2 separate regions of the Columba livia genome follow, and region 1 is linked to region 2. A link is a contact called in public Hi-C data. All regions are on one chromosome and are shown on one strand. The core of a region is the stretch at or near the end of the contact, and the rest is flanking DNA. Distances in the headings are between cores, read along the strand shown.

What was found. Hi-C and Micro-C count contacts between places; a contact is called where the count stands out from the background.
Region 1: a contact with region 2 is called in a Hi-C map of crop, with 2.4 times the contacts expected there. The contact joins the promoter of CEP170B here to the promoter of CLBA1 in region 2. A contact is called at or near these places in 2 of 2 Hi-C or Micro-C datasets (crop and liver).

The regions. Positions count from the first base shown.
Region 1 is chr5:9,603,293-9,608,723 of bColLiv1.pat.W.v2, reverse strand. CEP170B (centrosomal protein 170B) reads left to right here and starts at 3,934. Exons shown (of 20, transcript XM_065063316.1): 1 at 3,934-4,077.
Region 2 is chr5:9,381,785-9,386,854 of bColLiv1.pat.W.v2, reverse strand. CLBA1 (clathrin binding box of aftiphilin containing 1) reads left to right here and starts at 2,107. Exons shown (of 7, transcript XM_065063299.1): 1 at 2,107-2,191; 2 at 3,320-3,388; 3 at 3,507-3,997. The coding sequence starts at 3,355.

The DNA.
Region 1 (5,431 bases), core at 2,685-5,184, 220 kb before region 2:
GTTGTGGCTTTCTGGAAAAGAAGGTCATCACTGGGGAGCAGAATCCACCCCCATGCAGAAGGATGTGAAGAAACCCTGTGCGACCTACTTGGAAACCTCTCCTGATGCATCTTAAAGTAAGTTAGCAAAGAGAAAATGAAATAGTCTTGGGGAATAGCACCTGACGTCTACTTCTACAGTCTCTTTGGTGCAAAGCAGTCAGGAACTCACGAGCTACTCATGTGCCTGTGAATATATGTGCATGCAGCTGTGCACACTGGAGCTCAGCCAACCTGTGATAGGTTACATGGGCAGAGTTCACCTAGCAGTACTGCACATCTTATAAACTACCCATCATGTGAATATCTAAGCAAGAACCAAAATTATTTCTTTCCCTTAGCTTACCCAAAGGGAAAACTGCCCTCCAGGGCGGAAGCCACATGGAATATCTGCATCACATCTGTGACCAGTCAGGACCAGAAGCCTCCTCTGCAGCAAGACGGTTCATGTTTGGGAACTCTGTCAAAAATCTTCCTCACATCAGAGCCTGGCAGAAAAAGCTTGATTTAGTTCAGGTCCTCTGAGGATGGTGGGACCTTTGTTTTGAGGGAGGGATCTAAAGTGGTTCTGCTCCAAACTGCGATGGGTCCAGAGTGTCAGACAAAAGGTATTTTGTAGAGCAGATGACCTGATTCAACAGCTCTGTCTGGATAAAGAAACCTGGCTTTCCCACAGGCCTGTGACCTGCTGTTAGTCTTCTGCCTGGGCATTTCATCTCACCATCAGACTCCCTGTTTACTGGGAAGATGAGTGGTTTGGGACAGGGACTGGTCCTTACTCTGCATCTGCACAATGTACAGTACAATGAACCTCCTACCACCTGGGTAGTGTAGGTTCATACATGCATGGGCATGTCCCTTGTAGCTGGAGGTGACAGCGCTGCGAATGAATGTAGAGAGACTTGCATGATAAGCACCTTCTGTCACAAGCTTAGTGTGAGCCACATGGTGCTGCTGCTGCACCCAACTTCTTGAGGTCTTTCCCAGACCTTCCCTCCTCCCTGCGGGAAGAGGTGGTTTTAAGATATTTCTGTAGTATCATGTTTTCAAAGGTGGTTATGTGCTTGGTCAGCCTGTGGTGTAAACTAGAGCAGCCTTCTGGTTGTAGTGGCTGCCAACGAGGCTTGTTCCAATAGGAAAAAACCTGAAAATCAAAGTATGGCATTGCAACAGCTTCTCTTTCCCGCAGAGGCTCCTTCTGCCCAGAATGTAGAAATGGGAGTGTAGCACCAGGCTGTTCTGCAGCCCCCAGTGCCCACATACTATTTTGGGAGGGGTGAGGAGAGTGAGAAGGAAGAATTCCACTTATTAGCTTTTTTATTCCCTTTAGATTACAGGAATAAAATAAAGAGGCTGTAATGCTGCATTCAGCCAGGACCAGTGTATTGGCCTCAACTGCATCTTCAATCAGGTCAGAAGGCACGTGGTGGGAACAAGGACTGTTTTTCTTCTCTATAAATAGTGAAGTACCAACTGCCCGGATAAATACACATGTATACATGAACTGTAAAACTGGACTTAAAGAGAGACTAAAGCAAACACTAACCTTTTTATAGTAACTTATAACAAAGATTTGCCTAGATGGCAGGCTTGTATAAAGAAGTAAATTATTGTACTTCCTTATAGCAGTACACAGATGCTCTGCAGATCAGCTCATACAGCAACCTCACCAGCAAATAGACGTGGTTCAGAAATAAGTGAATAATATTTATAAGAACTTTAGCTATAGGTCAGTTAAATCAATAATAAAACATCATTCAATGACAGGACAGACTGGTAAATAAGGTGGAAGTCCATTTTTACTCATAAAGGATTTCTATTGCATTGTGGCAGTGCGAAAGCCTTTAAAGCACCTCAGAAATGTCCACCGCTCACCCCGTCCTGCCTGGCGTCCAAGGGACTTGGCGTGCTGCAAGGGCGTGGTGCTCCGCTCCGAGGAGACAGCAAGAGCACTGCAATAAAACACAGATGCTGCAGCCTCAGCCAGCTCAGAAGCCTTTGAAGATAATCACACCTTGAAATCACCCTGGGGCATGATGTATTTGCCAGGGAAGAAGTCAAACGTTGATTAAAGAAGGCAATAATACCATTAATTAGATAATAACAAAGTCCTCCTGCTCTTCAGAAAGAGGAAGGAAAAGAAGAAATGCTGTTTTCCTTCATCCTCCTTGGTTCTTCAGCCTTGCAGTGGTTGACCTTCCCCACCACCATTCCCAGGGGACAGGTTCCTCTGCTGTCTGGGCCACAGTGACATTAACTCAACTGGAAGCTGTAGGACAGGAGTAAGTCCACGGGGTTATGCTGCTATAGGACTGACCCCCGCAAGTGGCATACCGGACCTATGGTTTCCATGCCATCAGACATTATTAAGGCTACATCCTGAGCCAAAATTCTAAAGACAGCACTGAAGACACCTAGGGAAGCTTCTGCAGGTAATAGAGAAATGATACTCAAGCCTAGATGTACAGTATATAAATGCAAGGATGTCTCTTCTGTCTGGAATATAAACTCTGGAAAACATTGCTATGAACTTGTTGTCTTCTTATAGTCTTTCCTCAGCAGCCTGTGCTAGCTGGAGCCAGGGGGCCAGTGAGTAGTTGCTACTCTTCGAAGCTCCACTGACTTCTGCAGGAGCTGTGGGCTCTATTGAAAAAGCTTTTGCAGTGGCAAATAGTTGGATCCATTATGATACTCAGTTTTCCTCCTGATAGGGAAAAAAACCCTGTCATTGCTCCTCGTGCTTATTGCTCTTCAGGAACTTTCTAGTTACCTGCAGCTCATAAAATGGCACATCCTTTCACATCACCCATTTCACGCTCTTATTCAGTGGTCAGATCCTTGAGACCGATGCAGTCCTGTCAAACGCCTTTAGGTACTGCCCCATGAGAGGACCTGAGGGAAGCATGTGGAGATGGATGTCAACCTACTCCCTGCAGCCGGTGGAGGGTGAGAGGGAGAAGGCTGGTGCTGGGACCCAGGTGGGGGAGTAAAGCAACTGTGTTACTCCCAAAGTAATTGTGTTACTCGGGCAAACTTGCAGTTTGTGTTAGTGCTTTCCATACCACAAAATCACAGAATCACAGAATGTTAGGGTTTGGAAAGGACCTCAAAAGATCATCTAGTCCAATTCCTCTGCCGGAGCAGGAACCCAAAGATCAGGTTACACAGGAAGGTGTCCAGGCGGGTTTTGAATGTCTCCAGAGAAGGAGACTCCACAACCTCCCTGGGCAGCCTGTTCCAGTGCTCAATTACCTTCACTGTGAAGAAGTTTCTTCTTGTATTTATGTGGAACCTCCTGTGTTCCAGTTTTTATTCATTTCCCCTTGTCCTGTCATTGGTTGTCACTAAGAAGAGCCTGGCTCCATCCTCCTGACACTCACCCTTTACATATTTATAAACATTAATGAGGTCACCCCTCAGTCTCCTCTTCTCCAAGCTAGAGACCCAGCTCGCAGCATGTGTCTCTGCTGGACCTCATCCAGCGTGTCTGAAGCGTTGACTGTGGTCTGATGTTTGGGGGAAGAGGCTGGTGCTGTGACCTGTGTTGGGGAAGAGGTGATGTTTGGACTCTCTCCACTGGCAGGTGGAAGCAGCATCCCCTGTCCCACAGCCTCCAGCGCTGGGCCTCCCGAGATCGCGGACAGCCGTATCCACCTCACAAAGGTGTTGTGAGGCTCCACTGATGTCCATGGAGCCTCTCAGAGACCCCGAAATGAGGGACGCTGAACCAGGGCACGGCTGCTCCTGCGTTGCAGCCATGACCCAGAATCCCCGTCAGTCCCTGCCGCACCTGCCGCTCAGGTGCCACGGCCCGAAGCCGGAGCCGGGCTGGGGGCTCCGGGCCGATGAGCTCAGGCAGGGCCGCAGCGGGGGAGGGCGGTGGGGCCGCGGCCGGGCCCGGCGGCTGGAGCCGCCTCCTGACGTCGGGAACCTGCCGCGCACGGGGGCGGGGCGGGCGCCGGGAGCGGCCCGCGGGGCAGGCAGAGCCGGCTGGCGGGGCGCGGCGCCCGGCCTGCCACCGCGCCGAGGACCGCAGCAGGTAGGGGCGGCGGAGGGCGGGCGGCTCCCGCAGCACCGGCCGGCCGGGCGGGCGGAGGGAAGGGAAGCCGGGCCGCGGCGGACAAAGGGCCGTGTCCGCCCCGCGGAGGAGGGTGGGGGGACCCTGCGCAGCACCTGGCCCCGCCGCGGCCCCTCCGGCCGGGGCTGTCTGCGCTCCGCGCGGCAGCGAGCGCGGCCCAGCCGGGGCCCTGGGGACGGAGCCGGCCGCGGCGGCCGCCCCGCAGCTCGGCCCGGGGCAGTGCGAGGCGGCTCCGGCTCTCTGTCCGGGCGCTTTGTCGGGGAGGCGGCGGATCCTCGGCAGGGCCGGGCGACGGGCGCGGCGGGGCCGCATGTCGCGGCACGGAAGCCTTTACCGCCGGCTCCCGGAGCGGTTCGTTGTCCGCAGCGGCAGAGAGGGCGGCGGGCTCTCCTGGCCGCCCCCAGGCCCGCGCCCCGCCGGGGGAGGCCGTTCATCCTCCCGCGGGTGTCACCTGCGCTTCGCCGGGGCCGCCGGGGCGGGGGAGGCCGGAGAGCGCAGATGGAATGGAGATCTCCTTCCCTCGCTGAATTTCGGAATGCAGTTTCCATCCCAGGAGGTGGGTGAGGGGAAGACGAGAGGCTGGTGTGTGCCAATTTATTTTTTTAATTTTTTTTTCTTCAGCCAGCGAGAGGAAAATGCGATATTGTGGGAGAGGGAGGAGGACAGGCCGCAGGAACAGGCTGCCCGCAGCCGGGCTGTAGCAGCGACAACAAACAGGTGTGGCTGGGAGAGTCCCGATAAGTGCTGCCCTCGCAGGTCACAGCTCTGCTGCCTGTTGCAGGGGACAGGGGGGCCGTGCACACCAAAACCCGCCGGTGGGAACTGCAGCCTGTGTTTCCTGTCCTGGGGTGGCAGCGTGGTTTGGTTTTTGGACCAGCTCATGCCGTGTGGAAGGAGTGATGTGTGGGCTCCCAGCTTATATCAGTGTGGAAGTGGGATGAGCAATAGGGAGGGTGTTCTCCTCCCCAGCACCGATGTAACTGCTCCTGGGAGCATACTGTGAAAGGTTAAAGGAGACAGGTTATGTCACCTTACTGATTTGCTGGTCCAGATCTTTGATGAGGGAAGCTCAAGCTGTGATTCAGTGCTAGCAATGACGAAATGTTCTGGAAAGATGTCTCCCCCCCTTCTCCTCCTCCCCCATGTTTTATCATTTCATTGATTAGATTCAGCTCCATGCTTCGTCTTTTAAAGAGTCCTTTCTTCAGACCAAGAGTCTTACTTTGCTGCAGGAATATTTCAAGAGCTGCAGAGCTCCTGCGTGTGGCACATGGGCAGCAGGTCCTGGCACACACTTCACAACTGCATGTTGGCA
Region 2 (5,070 bases), core at 858-3,357:
TCCCATCACTCCACTGCTGCAAACACACCTTGGATTTTGCAGGGCAGAGGCAGATTTGGAAAACCCACACACCCCTTCCCCTCTGGATGCAAAGCGTGGTACAAACAGGAGCATCTCAGTCTCTGTGTGGTCTGTTTGTAGTTTTTTCCTTTGGGAAGACACAGGTGAAAACATAAAGCCATGTAAAACAATCTCGGTAGCCAAAAAAATATTGAGCTGCCTTCAAAACCGAAAAGAGTTGCAAGCCCAAAGGTCCCCACCACATAAACTTACTGCAACGTGGGATGGTGATGCTACCGCAACAAGTGTCAGACACTCCGGGCTTTGGTCACAGTCTCACCGGGCTGGTCGGATATCCTCAGCTGCAGCCTGCCATGGGATGGCCATGGAGGGCAAGGAACTGCTCCAAAGCAGAAAGAAAACAAATTTAGAAAATCTTTCAGAGACCTGCTGATAAAGTTTCTTTGGCTCTGCGTCTGGGCATTGCTCCCAAATTCAGCCTCTCACCCTCAGATAAAGCACTAGAGCCTGGAATGAGAGTTAGATGTGTGGGAGTGCACGTATCTGTGCCTAGGCTGGAAAACGTGTACTGTAATGCCTAGAAAATGCTTTTTACCTTGGGATTTGCTCCAGAAAAACCCTTTTCTGTGCTTTTACAACTGTCCCCTGTTGCTTGGGACTGCCCAGGTGTGAAACCCAGACCTGAGGAGGGGAAGACTGAGGAATTTGTGTCCTTCCCTCTGTCACCCAGCTGTGGGAGCAGCTGGACTCAGCCACGCCACCTCCAGACAGCGCTGCTCCTCAGGAGGTGGGCAAGAAGACATGGTCACCTCAGGCTGCAGGGTGACCTGTCACAGAGGACAGACGGACCCACAGCTTCTGCCTTTACCTCCTACAATGGGAGGATCCAGTCCCAGCCTCAGCTTCCTCGTGGGGCAAAAAGAAGGGGAGAGGAAGAGGAGATCCTGAGAGACTGTTGCTGGCCCATCCCTACCATTTTATCATGAGATTATACTACTGGGTGGATTGATTGTTACTCTTTTTAAGTCCATGTCCTGGAAACTTGTCATGATGTGAGGATTTTAGTTATACTCAAACCAAACACAAACCACCACCATCAAACTCTGAGTCCTTAGCCTGCCGGCTCACAGAAAGAAGCTGGAAAAATGGGAATACTTTTCTTTTTCACATAATTATTTTAAAATCAATCTCTTTCTGGAGAGCAGGAGTTGGCTTTTGGATGTAAAACAGTGGAGTGGTTTCAGCCCAAGGGAGATGAAGGTGAAGCCAATTGTAATGACAGAGGTGCAGGGGCAAGGTTGGAGAACTGGGGAAGTATTTGTCAGAGAAACAGGAGAGAACGGGGATCCTCCGGGACACCGCCTGGCTTGGGGATCATCCCACTGTACTCGACGCTGGTGAGGCCACACCTTGAATCCTGTGTTCAGCTTTGCACCCCTCACTACAGGAAAGACATTGAGGTGCTGGAGAGAGTGTAGAGGAGGGTGATGAAGCTGGTGAATGGTCTGGAAAACAAGTCTGATGGGGAGCGGCTGGGGGAACTGGGGCTGTTTAGCATGGAGAAAAGGAGGCTGAGGGGAGACCTTATCACTGTCTATAACTACCTGAAAGGAGGTTGTAGCATGGCGGGGGTTGGTCTCTTTTCCCAAGTAGCAAGTGACAGGACAAGTGAAAATGGCCTCAGGTTGTGCTGGAGAAGGTTTAGACTGGATATTAGGAAAAAATTTTCATGGAAAGGGTTGTCAGGGATTGGAACAGGCTGCCCAGGGAAGTGGTGGAGCCACCATCCCTGGAGGTGTTTAAATGACGTAGAGACGAGGTTCTTTGGGACATGGTTTAGAGTTACGTTATAGTTGGACTCTTCCAACTGCCATGATTCCATGATTCTGTGCTTCTAAGGGCTGAGGCTCCCCCGCCCCTGGCTGCTCCCCTGGGCAGCGCCGGGGGATCGGGCAGGCCCGGGCGGTGCAGATCCTCCCCCTCCCGCCGCGGGAGCAGCGCCCCGGCTGAGCGGCTCCGGGGCTCCGCTCTGCCCCCCTCCCCGCCAACCCGTCCCGCACAGCGGGCGCCCCCGCGGCCCCGCCCCGGCCGGTAACGCCCCGCGGCCCCGCCCCTGCCGACCTGCCGGCGCGGCCGGGCCCGGGGCGCTGGCCGGGGCGCAGGACGGGCGGTAAGGCTGCTCCGTACGGGTCTGAGCTGCCACAGCGGCCGGCGCCGCTCGGTCCCCCCGCAGCAGGGGGAGATGGGGCACGGCGGCGGTTCCCCGCTCCTCGGGGCTGTGGAGCTGGGCGGTTCGCCGTGTCCCCCCCGCCTCCTCCTCCCCGGGGGCGGGCAGGTGCCGGTGCCCGGTCACCGCGGGGCTCGGCGGTGGGAAGGGCGGGTGGAGGAGCCGCTTCCCCGGCTGAAGCGCCGGCGGCTGCGGGTCGGGGACGGGCTCGCACCCGCCGGGGTTTCCCCTGTACTGCCCGCCTGGGGGAGGGTGTCCCGGGGGAGGGTTCGGCGGCAGCAGCCCCGCCGTGTCCCGCTGGCCCTCCGGAGCCCCGCGGCGGGGGCGCAATCCAGAGCCCACCGGCCGGCCCTGTGCCACCTGCGAGGTGACCCTGGGGAACACAGCCCGAGATTGGCTCAGTTTGTTGAGCACAGAACGTGTCTAGTAGCGGCCAGTCTTTTCAGAAGTGTCGCTCCTACTGTAGCTCCTAACCCGCTCCCCAAAACAGCGTGCATCTTGACGAGATGTGGTTAATCTAAAGCGATAAATGCAATATTGCCCGTATAATTTACAGACGCTAGACTGAATTTACTAAATCTGCCTTAATTGCTTAAACAGTTGGAAGCACTGTATTTGTCACAGGATTAAACGGCCAGCTCTGGTGTTGCTGCAAATCACACCACTTCAGGAATCTTTCGGACAGGGAAAGCCCACACAAACAACAAAAGCAGTGTTTGAGCATACGCGAGAAGGATGAAATACATAGTTATAGAAAATATATAATGTGTTGGATATTGTTTATAATTATTTAGGCTTGTCTCCTGTGCATTCAGTACTCAATTAATACCCAAGAACTTTTGTTAAATATTTTTTGAGTATTGTTCACTGATTTAATGGCATTCTTGTGATGTGGGCAGATAGTTATGTGTAAATTTTAAATAATTTTCCCTGCAGCGATTTTCAGTTGTATAATACTGGAATGTGTTTATTTTAGCCTGAACATTCTTTCTCCTGCCTTATCAGCTATCTTTCTTTATTCCTACACAGCCCTTATCACAGAAGTATTTATTTACAATTCTTTCTTTGCAGACTAATATCCTACATAGAGAGTGAGACTGAATAACATGCACATGCTGATTACTGGAGGAGACACTGAAGGTCATCCTGTTTTTATTTAGCAGTGTTATTATTTGAGGTGAAATGATTAATTTGATTCTGTTTTGGAAATATTCAGATTTCTAATGCAACTGAACTTCTTTAGCCTTTTTTTTTGCAGTACGGATTTCAACAAATAAATTCTTCTTAAAGATGCAGAACCTGTCACCAGTAGAAAATCTTGCTAATACAGAAACATCTCACTGGATGTCTCTAGAAGACCTAACAGTTGAAGTAGGCAGTACGCCTCTTGATGGAAGTGACTGTAACTTGAATGAAAGGACAAGTAATGAAGAAATTACTAATCTTGAAGTAAAGCAGCTAAGCCTCCCTGTAGTAAACAGCAAAGGGAGAAGTAGTGAGGGCTTTTCTGAGAGCAGTTACGGTACCTCAGAACCCGGTGGTTCCTGGGGTGATTTTGAAGGCTTCAGGGAGTCCTTAGACAAATCAGAGGGATTCGGTCACAATCTTGACGTTTTGGGGAAGCCAACAAAAGCTTCTGGAGGTGACAGGGACTCGAGCCGTGGATGTTGCAGTGCTTCTGCTGGACACGTTCATCCTGAACCGTCTCTACATGGTGGGACACAGGAGGCCTTGAGCTCTCACAAGGAGGTAGGTGTCAATAGTAAACCAAAACCCAAACGTGTTTGTGTTACTGCTTCCTATAGCTCGAGATTTATATTTGAATGTCTTCTGTGTAGACGATAAGGCTGTACAGGGAGAGAGACCATCAGGCTACTTTGCAGCTAACCCAAGTGGAACAGAAGTGACTTTTTTACAGTGTTTGACAAATACTTAAGTTATCCTGCTGGAGAGCTTTAAAGAATGTTAATGTGCTACTTTGCTTCTAGACACTAGAATTCAGTAAGCACGTAGAAATGATGAACTTTGCCCTGAAGCACATGCAACTCAAAAGCTAGACAAGAATGAGCGTAGGAAACAAAAAACTGCTAAGGTGGGAAGCAAAAAAGGGGAGCCAAAAATTCTGTGGCTTGCCTGCAAGCTTATTGAACTAAACCAACATGAAGTTGAGTTAGAAGTTGGCAATAACAGTAACTTTTGTTATTCAGTATACTGCATGATTAATCCAGCAGTTTTTCTGGAATTTAGATTGATTGTGGGTAGAAGTTAACGATACAAATAAATGAATAGCAATAATTAGATATCATTTATTTTCTAGCATAGGATGTTACATTGTCTCATGATATGTTAGAACTAATAATTTGCATAAATACTAAGTTATGTAATTTTTCCTTATCAACACAAAAATGGTTCAGTTTCGGGGTTACATTTTGCAATTAATGGATTTCAGTGTTTACCAAACACCAAAAATGCATTCACAGAGTGAAGCAAAGCAACGATAGGAAAATAAGAATGTACAAATACAAAACACCCTCATTCTCACTGCTTTTGTCCTAGTTAAAGCATTTTTGGGGAAAAAAAGAAGAGCAATTAACTAAGACCTGCACAGAGTTAATCAGTTGAGTTTTAGTCTGCATAGGGAACAGAGGGTTTTCTGGAGACAGAAAACTTCCCTGCCTGGAAGTTTTACCTGGTGCAGAGGTGTTACCAGGGAAAGCACAAGATGTGTGTGGTAAGCTGTCCAGCATTGATAGAGATCACAAGATACCTCGTTACTGGTATGTGTAAAACAGAGAATTTACATTGTTCCTACTGCTGGAAGT